3 separate regions of the Mus musculus genome follow, and all the other regions are linked to region 2. The links are chromatin contacts, called in public HiChIP or PLAC-seq maps. All regions are on one chromosome and are shown on one strand. The core of a region is the stretch at or near the end of the contact, and the rest is flanking DNA. Distances in the headings are between cores, read along the strand shown. Region 1 overlaps Clgn (calmegin). Region 2 overlaps Tbc1d9 (TBC1 domain family, member 9). Region 3 has its middle 7.2 kb from the start of Scoc.

Region 1 (3,430 bases), core at 572-3,071, 210 kb after region 2:
TCTCTGTAAGTTTAAGGCCAGTCTGGCGTACAGAGCAGACAGATAGGAAGGGATATAGAGATAGAATGATGGTTTACACACACAAATGTGGTTGTATATTCTAATTCTTCACTACTGTCTTTCTTCATAGCATTCATTTATCACAAAGTGTGTGTGTGTGTGTGAGTGTGTGTGAGAGAGAGAGAAGGTATGTGTGTGAGTGTATGTGTGTGTGTGTGTGTGAGTGTGTGTGTGAGTGTGTGTGAGTGTGTGTGTGAGAGAGAGAGAGAAAGTATGTGTGTGAGTGTATGTGTGTGTGTGTGTGTGTGAGTGTGTGTGTATGTGCTCGCGTGTGCGAGTGCCTGTGATTGTTCTTCATCTTACTGTTTTTGAGACACTGTCTCTCAGTAAACCTGGATCTTTCTGACTCGAGTAGACTGACTGGCCAACAAATCCCAGGGATCCCCTGCCTCCATCTCCTCAGGGCTGGGATTACAGCCATTGTCTGACAGCACCAACTTTTTAAACAGTGCTACAGACTAAACTCAGCTCCTGTACCTTCACGCAGGGGCACACATGTTACCGCCGGAGCCATCTCCCCATCCCTTATAAAAGGCTTCCTCTGGACCATCTAGAGACTGCCATATCCAGAGATCCATCCCATAATTAGCCTCCAAACGATGACACCATTGCATACACTAGCAAGATTTTGCTGAAACGACCCTGATATAGCTGTCTCTTGTGAGACTATGCCGGGGCCTACCAAACACAGAAGTGGATGCTCACAGTCAGCTATTGGATGGAGCACAGGGCCCCCAGTGGAGGAGCTAGAGAAAGTACCCAAGGAGCTAAAGGGATCTGCAACCCTATAGGTGGAACAACATTATGAACTAACCAGTACCCCAGAGCTCTTGACTCTAGCTGCATATGTATCAAAAGATGGCCTAGTTGGCCATCACTGCAAAGAGAGGCCCATTGGACACACAAACTTTATATGCCCCAGTACAGGGGAACGCCAGGGCCAAAAAGGGGAAGTGGGTGGGTAGGGGAGTGGGGGGCAGGGTATGGGGGACTTTTGGGATAGCATTCTAAATGTAATTGAGGAAAATACGTAGTAATAAAAAATATTTTTTAAAAAGGCTTCCTCTTCCGCTCCTTTTTATTTGTGTAATGGCATCACTTTCTCTAAGAGTGTCTTCCTTTGTTCCTTCTCCCAGGGACTCTGGAGTCCTCAGAAGATTCCCAACCCAGATTACTTTGAGGATGACCACCCCTTCCTCCTGACTTCTTTCAGTGCGCTGGGCTTAGAGCTTTGGTCCATGACTCCTGACATCTACTTTGATAATTTTATCATCTGTTCAGAAAAGGAGGTGGCCGATCAGTGGGCTACAGATGGCTGGGAACTGAAGATAATGGTGGCAAATGCTAATGAGGTGCGACAGTGACCGCAGACAAGTTATGCAACTGTGGGTGGGCCTCAGGGGACTCACTCCTGGCTGTGGGTGATACCGATGCAGTAACTACTAAATGCCAAGGAAAGGGACTTGAATACATCTTATAGACAGAATATCGAGGTTTTCTGCATAGACTTCATGGTGAATTCAAATTATAATAGCCCTAATGAGACTCAAAGTCCAATTGTGTTTATAACATTAAAAAAGCCGTCTTTGCGCTTTCAAGTCAGCCTGCCAAGGCTGAGAGCTGTAACAGGAATCTGTACCCATTCCAACTATTTTTACTTAGAGAAATGCCAAGTTACCTAACGTCAGCATTACTGTGTTTGTTTCCACTGCTGTGCTGTGTGCTCTGGGCTAGCTGGCCTGTGAGCTTGCTGACTCCACACGCCACCTCACCCTGGGGGCGCTGGGATCACAGGCCACTGCATCCGGCATAGTATGAGGGTGTCAGCACTTTAATCTACTGAACCATTTGCCCACGACCAGTTGGTTTCTTTAGACACTTGACTGTTACAAGTGAAATATGTTGTGGCCTCAGATTTTATTTTAATAAAATAAAATTCATACCCAAGGGCCACTTGTGAAATTGTTCATAGAAAAAGAAAAAGAAAAAGAAATCACAATGATCCCTGAGTGACTTTATCAGGAAGTTCTTTGACAGAACATATTATCAAAGGTGTCTTTTTCAGTGTGTGTGTGTGTGTGTGTGTGTGTGTGTGTGTGTGTGTGTGTGCGCGTGTGTGCACTGGGAGAGAGTGAAAGATGTACATAATCTGTGGAAGTCTGTACCTCTATGCTGATGTCTCCCGCAGCCTGGTGTACTCCGACAGCTGGTGATAGCCGCAGAGGAGCGCCCCTGGCTCTGGCTCATGTACCTGGTGATGGCCGGCTTGCCCGTTGCATTAGTTGCTTCCTTTTGTTGGCCAAGGAAAGTAAAGGTAAAGAAAACACCTTGTTTTCAACTTTGTTTTTTCAGATTTGCTTGTGTTCCAGAGTTGTGTGGATCAAGCAGTGTAATGAATTCAATGCGAACGTAATGATTTCAGTCAGGTTCCTGTAAGATTTACCGAGTTTATTATGCACCTCATCAGTTAGTGCAAAAACAAACAAAAAAACAAAACAAACAAACAAACAAAAAAAACCCAGGTAGATAAACACTTTAATGGAGAGGACACGCATTGTCCATTTCAATAATTAGTGTCTGTGCACTAAGAAAGAAAGATAAAATAAAATTAAAATAAAATAAAATAAAATAAAATAAAACTAATGCTTAGCTTTTAGTAAAACCAGCGTTTGTTAAACTACCACAGAAAAAATATGAAGACACGGGACCTAAAAAAACTGAATTATGCAAACTGCAAAGCAAGGCCGCTCTGGAACAAGAGGCAGAGGAGGAGAAGGCCCCAGAGAAGCCAGAAGATGTGCAAGAAGAAAAGAAGCCAGGTGAAGCTGAGGTCGTCACCGTGGAAAAGGGTAAGACTGTGCTTGTGACTTGGGGCCCCGGCCCCGGCACTGCTGCCAGCGCTGACAGAATTGTCTGCCCTGCTCTGGGTCTGATGTGCACAGGAACATCAAGAGCGTGATTAGCCATCCCCTGAGAGGGACAGCCCTCTGAGCAGTCACCATGTCTGCCCTGCTCGTCCTTAGGGCACAGGCTTTTGTGCTTCTGAGAGCACAGATGAGCTGCAGTGTGTGCACAGTTGTGTGCCCAGGCATACCCTCACCCGACGGGGCACCCACAGCAGTCACACAGTTCCACCCAAGCCTAGCTTGATGAACAGTGGGTTCCTTACGGTGCATGGGTGACTCAAAGGCAGCATGCATGTGTGCACATATATGTCATGGAACACCTGCAGAAGTCAGAGGACAAAGCACAGGACTAAGTTCTTTAAGAAGAACTCTGTGTGTGTGTGTGTGTGTGTGTGTAAGTAAATTTAGGTTGTAAGTTCTCAGTCTTTTTAACTTACTAGTGCATTATATTGATGCTTCTGCCT
Region 2 (3,710 bases), core at 950-3,449:
AGTGCCTCCCAGCCCCCCCCCACACACACACACACTCAGAGACGAGGTGTTTAAGAAAGAATGTCTAATATCTGCCCCCTAATTGTCTTCCAGAAAGATAAGAACATACACTCCCACCATTAGGTGTTTTTGGCACTTAGTAAAGGACACCAGCCCCTTATCTTTACTGCCAAAGCCAGACAGGCTCCCTGGAGCTCTCTTGTCTCCAAGTGATTACAGTGTGACAAGCATGTTGTTAGGACCTGTGAGAGATTAGAAGCAGTTATGAAAGCAGCTTGTGGCCTGTGCTCAAGGAGTTTCACAGAATGCTTTCCTGTGGTGATCTGGGCACAGACGTCGGGGTGCCAAGAGCACCAGAGACCTGCAGAGGGCACGTGACTGGGCAGAGGTCAGGCAGCTGGTATCTTTGTGTCCTCGGGCCAGAAGTTAGAAATATTTTCTGAGTCCTGCCTCAAGGTAAAGTTTGGTACTCTGCTGCTGTTGTGACAGTCCTAGCAAAGAAACTCTACAGGGCTTTCTGTGCTCTAGGTCCGTGCTAGATGTGCCAAGTGCTGTCGTGCTGAGTCTCTAGCACAAACTAATACAGCAAGTGTCATTGCCTATGTAGCACAGAGGAGAAACCTGAAGCACCAAGAGGCTTCTTACATCCCCCAGCATCCCATCTGCATTCTAGTCCTTGATAGTAGGAGATATCACGTAATAGTGACTTTCAATAGCCTGGGTCCTTATGACCCTGCAGAGTCTGACCTTTGTCCGTATGACCCCGGAGACCTATACTTGTGAAGTAGGGGAAGGAAGGATGGCAGTGACCAGCAAATATGGACATGGGTTTAAGAGCCAGAAAGTCTGGATCCGATACATAGCGATGTGAGAGGTCCTGCTTCCTCATCTATAGAGGATTATTATGGTTTTGCTTCCTGGGCCAACTCTGCTCTAGCCTGGCATTGGGGAGTGCAAGTAGCAGAATGCTGTCTTTCACGTTTCTTTACATTGTTTATGGTGATAGCTCTGATTAGATGCGGGTTTTGAGAAGGTAGACTTCTGAACATTTCAAGTCACAACAATGTGTGTGTGTGTGTGTGTGTGTGTGTGTGTGTGTTTTGCCTTTGCCTAGTCCTCCAAATACAAGTTTGTCCCTTTCCCATACAAGGACAAATACAAGTTTGTCTTTTTCCAGGTGCTGAGGTATAAGTGTGTCACTTGAGGTCCCCCTTGAGTGTGTACTGATGTACTGAGTGGGTACTGATGTACTGAGCATGAAGCCAGCTCACTCTACATAACAGCATCTCTTAACTGGAGAGAGAAGGACACAGTGATAGCCGGCCACAGGCACCTCGGTGTTCAGGGCACTGGGTGTTTCTCTTGCCTTCATTTGCGGGTTAACCTTAAACCTTTTGTGTATGGTTGCATTTTGGAGAAAACCACAAGGGATGTCTTTGTTGGTTTTCTTTTATTTGAGTAACTGAATGCTGTATATTTGAAGGCTGAAATAAAGCAGAGATCTACTCAGCCTGTTTTGCTTCTGAAAACCCACAGTATTTTCAGGCTCTCGAAGGTTTAGTGGGCTTTGTTTTCTGCTCTGTTGCTGTTTGCTTGTTTGTTTTATTATGCAGACTAACTTATTCTCGCTCAGTCTCTTCCCACACACCCTAACAGTGAGAAAATTTCAGGGCAGTGCTATAGTCTGTCTCCAGACCAAAGTCCAACGTGCATTATGTTAGTATTGCACCGGAGGTAGCCATTGGACATCGATCCACGGGGCCTTAAACCTTTGTTTTTAACCCTTAGAGATCAGGCAGCATAAATTCACTCTGCAGGTCTGTCTTCAAATTTCTTCTAATTTCAAGTACACACCATGGACTTGAAGATACATTTTAGGCTGGGTGAGACATCAGACCACAATGACTCTGTGTTTTCTGTTATTGTCATACATAGCATGTGTGACACATGTATGAGATCTCCTGGTGACTGTCCACAAATCCTCTAAAAACACAGCTTCTCATCTTTCAAAAGCCAGTGTCTAATCAACCTGAAGGACATCAAGTGTGGGCCTTGTTTTTTCTTAGCAGAGCTCTCTGGGTGACCTTCACCGCCAACTCTGGCTTTCTTTGTTTTTCTAGCTTAGTCCAGACAACTCAGCTTGTTTTTTCCTTGCTCTATTTCAGTAAGTGGGATCTTTCCAGAAAACTAACAGCCAAACCCTTTCTTTCACTTCTGTTTCTGAACTAAGTCTGTGTGGTGTTTTCCTTCACGCAGCGGTTCGACTGGGTTCAAGAGAGAAAGGTATGGCAGCAAAGCGTGGGTTTGTCAGAGGTGCACCACAAAGGCTGTGGGAGATTTGAAGCATGGGGCTGGCGTGGTAGCAGCCCACCAGTGGGAACTGAGTGATCTGGATGGAGAGATTTTGGAGCTCTGGGTCAGAGAGTCTCCACGAGATAAGAACTGGCCTGCGAGACTACTGTGGCTGAGTGGGAACTCGCTGTTCATTTTAATATTTCCAGCAACAGGTGGTGCCTAAGGTGGGGCACAAACCCACGACCCTGAGATTAAGAGTCTCAAGCTCTACTGACTGAGTTAATACACAATCTTGCACAAACTGTTCCATGAATAGACCAGGTCATGACAGTCATGGTGAAAGGGCTTCCTGTCAGGTTCCTTCAAACAGTACTGTGATTACCGGGCATGAGAGTGTCGTGGGTGTGTGTCACAATCAGAGGACAACCTGTGGGAGTGGGTTTTCTCCTTTCAGCTTGTGGATCCTAGGGATTGAATTTAGGTCATCAGGCTTGGCAAGTGACATTATCTGCTGAGCCATCACACATACACATAAACACACTTTTCAAGACAGTCTTACTGTGTAGTCCAGGCTGGCCTCAAACTCACTACAATCCTCCTGCCTGAGCCTCACAAGTGTTGGGATTATAAACATGTGCAACCATGCTTGAGATCTGGCTTTAAGCAGGGATGGCAATGCACCATGGGGGAAGAGTAGATGTTTGTCAAGTTAATGTGTGCATGCACACGCTATTCCTACTGTAGGTATGGGTGTGGTAGAGTTAGATATGCATAGCTCTGGATAGAGAAAATATGGAAGCCAGGTGGTGGTAGCACATGCCTTTAATCCCAGCGCTGGGAAGACAGAGGCAGGCAGATCTCTGTGAGTTTGAGGCCAGCCTTGTGTACAGAGTGAGTTCCAGGACAGCAAGAGTGAAAACAAAGAAACATTCTCTTTAAACAAACAAACAAATAAACAAACAACAAAAGAAAGAAAGAGAGAAAAAAGAATAAGAAAGAAAGCAGTCTAAAACAGTGCAAAGCTAAGATGCATCTGTTCTGTTCTAAACCTTAAACCTGATAAGTGTGTTCAACCCATGATAACCAAGGAGTACTGGGGTTAAGCAGAGCCAATAGGTTGGATCATGTAGGTGTAACAGGGAGTCTAACTACTGAGCTGAGGAGATAATCCAGTCAATAAAATGCTTACTGCACAAGCCTGATGACATGGATTTAACCCCTAGTATCCATGGGATTAAAACTAGGTGTGGTGGCATGTACCTGTAATCCCAGGGTGGGAAAGAGGAGAACCGCAGCCTAGCCTCATTGCTTAGTCCTGATATGTCATATTTACTGTCAACTTGACAGCGTGAGAAGCTCCAGAATGGCCTGGGAGATGGGTCTCTGGGTACACATGTATGGGGCTCTCTGGATTA
Region 3 (3,448 bases), core at 545-3,044, 230 kb after region 2:
TTGGGGGTCAGCACAACATGAGGAGCTGTGTTAAAGGGTCATAGCATTAGGAAGAATGAGAACCACTGAGCTAAGAGTAAACATGGAAGATCAGAGTGGACACAAAAGGCCTTAACAGATGCTCAGAAAATCCTGCAGCGAGACAGACTGAATCACTGGGATTCCTACCCATGGCAAGGAAACTTACGGTCTAAAGCTGTAAGTTCTACAAGTCCATAAGGTACAAAGGACCCAGTGTAGACAGAATCGTTCCTCAAAGGAAGAGAGGGCACACCCTACATTATCTCAACACTTATTTTTAACCTAATTTAATGAAATCAATAATGGTGTTGGTATAAAGATGTCCATACAGAAACAAAACCGAATAGGGCCAGGAAGAAGTGCACGCATTGATTCATATAGCTAACTGATTCTCACAGTGGTATCAAAGCAATCTCATGGAGAGAGGCTTATCTTCAACAATAATGCTTCAACAACTAGATATCAATATTGGGAGGTAAGCCTGAACTTGTACCTCACAGCATACACACACACACACACACACATACACACACACGCACACAAACACAATGTTAATTCAAATGGACATGGTCTAAAATGAAAGCTTAGATTATCAGTTTTTAGAAGATAGAGAAATCTTTATCAGAATTATACTGGAAAATCTTTTTTAACTTTTTAAAAAGATTCTATTTATTTTATGTATCTGAGTGCTCTATCTGCATGCACACCCGTGTGCCAGAATATGTATGAAGTGTTGCTTTGAAGAGCACAGAGAAACCAGGGTTATAATTTTACAACAAAATGGTCCCACTAGGTAGCAAAGCTCTAAAATGCTGGGTTGCTAAAAAGATTTTCTTCAAATTGTCCTAAGTCTCATTGTAATCTACGAGCTGAGATAGACTCTCAGTAACCCTGTGAGATAAAAGAGGTCAGTTTTTGGAGTTCCCTCAGCTTCTGTCAAAGTCTGGGATCTTAAACCACTTGTGAGCTGATGGGCATCTTGTTTTACGGCTGCTGAGAGGCCTGGGCGAGAGACTCGACCCTCCTTACACCCCTGCATGAACTTCATTCTGGGTTCCCCGTCCACGTCTCTGGGTGTCGGGAGGCTGCAGCCGGCCTCCATATGTAGTGTGTTGTGATACAGGGCCAGAACCTTGATCTTGGAGATCTATTGCTTCTCCAGAAAGTGTAGCAAGCTTTTCTTGGCCCAGGGCTGGCCCAGGCATTGAACAGTTACTCTGGAAACACTGTCCATTGAAGTCTGAGAAAGGGCTTCATACTCTTGATATGCCCACAAAAATACAGTGACCCCCAGGGTCCATGGCCCCTAGAGTCCATGGTAGCACCTCTCTCAGGAACCTTCTACCTGACTTGACTTCAGCTCTGTGGCAAATTCCTGTCCCCACCCCTCCATTATATAGCCCTAGGGAAATTTCTCCAAATGTCTCAGCCCGGGAGGGTTCTTTAAGTTTAAAAAGGAGAAGTCCACTAGCCAGAGGCTGGGCACGCATCAGCAGGAGTGATGGCACTTTAGGAATGCCTGTGGCATGAGTCAGGTGGCCTTTTGTAGCTTACTCCTTCCTGGCCTTTCTTTTACACCATTTAATCTAACTTCTCCACACTTCCAAGTAAGAGCCTTGGCTGGGGTGAGGGCAGTTGGTAATTTACCGAGCTAGCATGAGGACTCGAGTTCAGTTCCTATGACTTGTGGAGACAACCCCATGTGTGGTAGTGAGCACTTTTAATTCCCTTGTTGGGGAAGAGATTGTTAGACCCAGGCTGGGTAGAGACTGTCTCACAAACACTAGATAGAGTGGGCCCCTTAAGGTTGCCCTGTGGCCTCCACAAGCACACTAGAACAGGGATATGTGCACCAACACAGAAACGCATGCACATATGGGGGTGTGAACAAAAACCTACATGTGATTTGTTTTAAACAATTGGCTAAACTGATCATTTCTAACCACAGGGAAATAGGCCCAAACCACCCTCTGCTTGTCCTGGCAAAGGCAGAAAGTTCTGAAAAGCCTTGCCACTAGGGGGCCAAGGCTGGTCTAAAATCCAGCAGGAACAAGTTTAAGTCTTAAGAGAACTTAAGCTATGGGGGGGGGGGGGAGGGGGGGGGAAGAATTCCTGAAGTTGAGCACAGAATCCAGTATGCCTCAGACTCATTCCCAACAAGAGTCATGAACCTGGGTTTTCCTTGTGACAGTGTGAGTGGATCACAAACAAGCAGCTCTCAGTGGGAGGGAACATAGTACACGTCTCTCTCATCCACAGACGAGACATCTGCCTGGATCATTGGTACAATGTCTTTTCCATCCCAAGAGCTTTATGCCAAAATAAATGTTACTAGATATTTGCTAACAGCTCTCATAGATCACAGTCCAATCAGCAGTTTAACATTTCATGCAAATATATTTGTGGTTCTCCTTTAGATTTGGTGTAAAAGGCCTATCATGTCCCCTTAGTGCTGTATTAGGGAAATGACAGCCCTAGGCTCAGGCAGACACATGTTATAATCCCAGCACTTGGGAGGCAGTGTCAGGAGAGCTACAGATTCGTGACCAGCCTGGACTACATGGGCCGACTGCACCTCAAGTCTCTGTCTTAAACAAAGCACATTTACCTTTGCTGTGCCACTTCAGACTACAGAAACAGAATTCAGGTTTTCCCTTTTATGTCCTCAGGGAAAACAGGATAAACAGAAGGGAAGTGTTCTGGCCTGCATGCATAGCAACTGGAGCTGAACAGAAATCCCTGCATCTGATTTCTTATATTCCTGTGTTCTGTCTACAAATGGAGCTCCACTGCCCAGCACCTAAATGCAGTCTTGAAACTCTGTCTGGATGGGTATTCCGCCCTGGGGTCTTCATTTTTCTGAGTTGAGAGAAGCATGGGTGCTTGGCATGAAGGGACAGCACTGGGTTGCCACACTGTCTTTTCCCCTGAGAGTTCAAACTGCTTTCTATCAAAAAAAAAAAAAAAAAATCCCACTGCTTCTCACTGCACCTGGCAGAGGGGCAGAGAGCTCCAGAGGTGGTGGCTGTCCAACTTCATAGAGCATGCAAGGACAGCTAGGGGTTAGGGGGAAGTAACCTCAATAAAAGAAAGAGCCCTAAGGTCTCCATGTTGGGGATGGCACACTACTGACCTCTAGTGGTAAAACTAATTCAAAAACATTTCTTCATACGCAGAACTTTATGCTTCATAATTTATTCATACGTTATGTGACATTTTCTGCTTGTTAAATGACCTTGTCGGCACAGGGAGATTTGTGTTTCTCTACTCAAAAGGCATGATTTTTTTAAATTTCTGATAGAACATTTTAGCCGGTGAGTTGTCAAAAAGATTTGAGAGGTTTTGGGGTTTTTGTTGTTGTTTTCCATCCTGTGTAGAAAATGAGATCAGAAGAATAAAGTCCCCCCGACTCTCTGCAGGATTGAGA

What was found. HiChIP or PLAC-seq counts read pairs in DNA pulled down with a chosen protein or histone mark.
Region 1: an H3K27ac HiChIP or PLAC-seq map of microglia shows a contact between it and region 2, with 8 times the contacts expected there. The contact joins two enhancer-like sites. A contact is called at or near these places in 2 of 115 datasets of contacts at active chromatin or transcription factors (bone marrow-derived macrophages and microglia) and 1 of 9 other capture datasets (adipose tissue).
Region 3: a contact with region 2 is called in an H3K27ac HiChIP or PLAC-seq map of microglia, with 8 times the contacts expected there. The contact joins two enhancer-like sites. A contact is called at or near these places in 5 of 39 promoter capture datasets (the HPC-7 cell line, HPC-7-derived erythroid cells, cranial neural crest and 2 more), 1 of 115 datasets of contacts at active chromatin or transcription factors (microglia) and 1 of 9 other capture datasets (embryonic stem cells).

Annotation. Positions count from the first base shown.
Region 1 is chr8:83,421,825-83,425,254 of GRCm38.p6, forward strand. It overlaps Clgn (calmegin), which reads left to right. Exons shown (of 15, transcript NM_009904.4): 11 at 1,197-1,412; 12 at 2,249-2,374; 13 at 2,747-2,909. Among named protein-coding and RNA genes, the nearest start is that of Scoc, 19 kb to the right of the region's middle. Within about 2 kb of position 1,822, at least 23 of the 459 cell types and tissues checked have an H3K27ac peak or open chromatin away from gene starts, as enhancers often do. A contact at or near this core is called in microglia, where this site is marked.
Region 2 is chr8:83,215,027-83,218,736 of GRCm38.p6, forward strand. The region is part of intron 2 of Tbc1d9 (TBC1 domain family, member 9); the gene reads left to right. Among named protein-coding and RNA genes, the nearest start is that of Gm42027, 6.0 kb to the right of the region's middle. Within about 2 kb of position 2,200, at least 10 of the 459 cell types and tissues checked have an H3K27ac peak or open chromatin away from gene starts, as enhancers often do. A contact at or near this core is called in microglia, where this site is marked.
Region 3 is chr8:83,448,142-83,451,589 of GRCm38.p6, forward strand. It overlaps a transcript of Scoc not described here. Among named protein-coding and RNA genes, the nearest start is that of Scoc, 7.2 kb to the left of the region's middle. Within about 2 kb of position 1,795, at least 11 of the 459 cell types and tissues checked have an H3K27ac peak or open chromatin away from gene starts, as enhancers often do. A contact at or near this core is called in microglia, where this site is marked.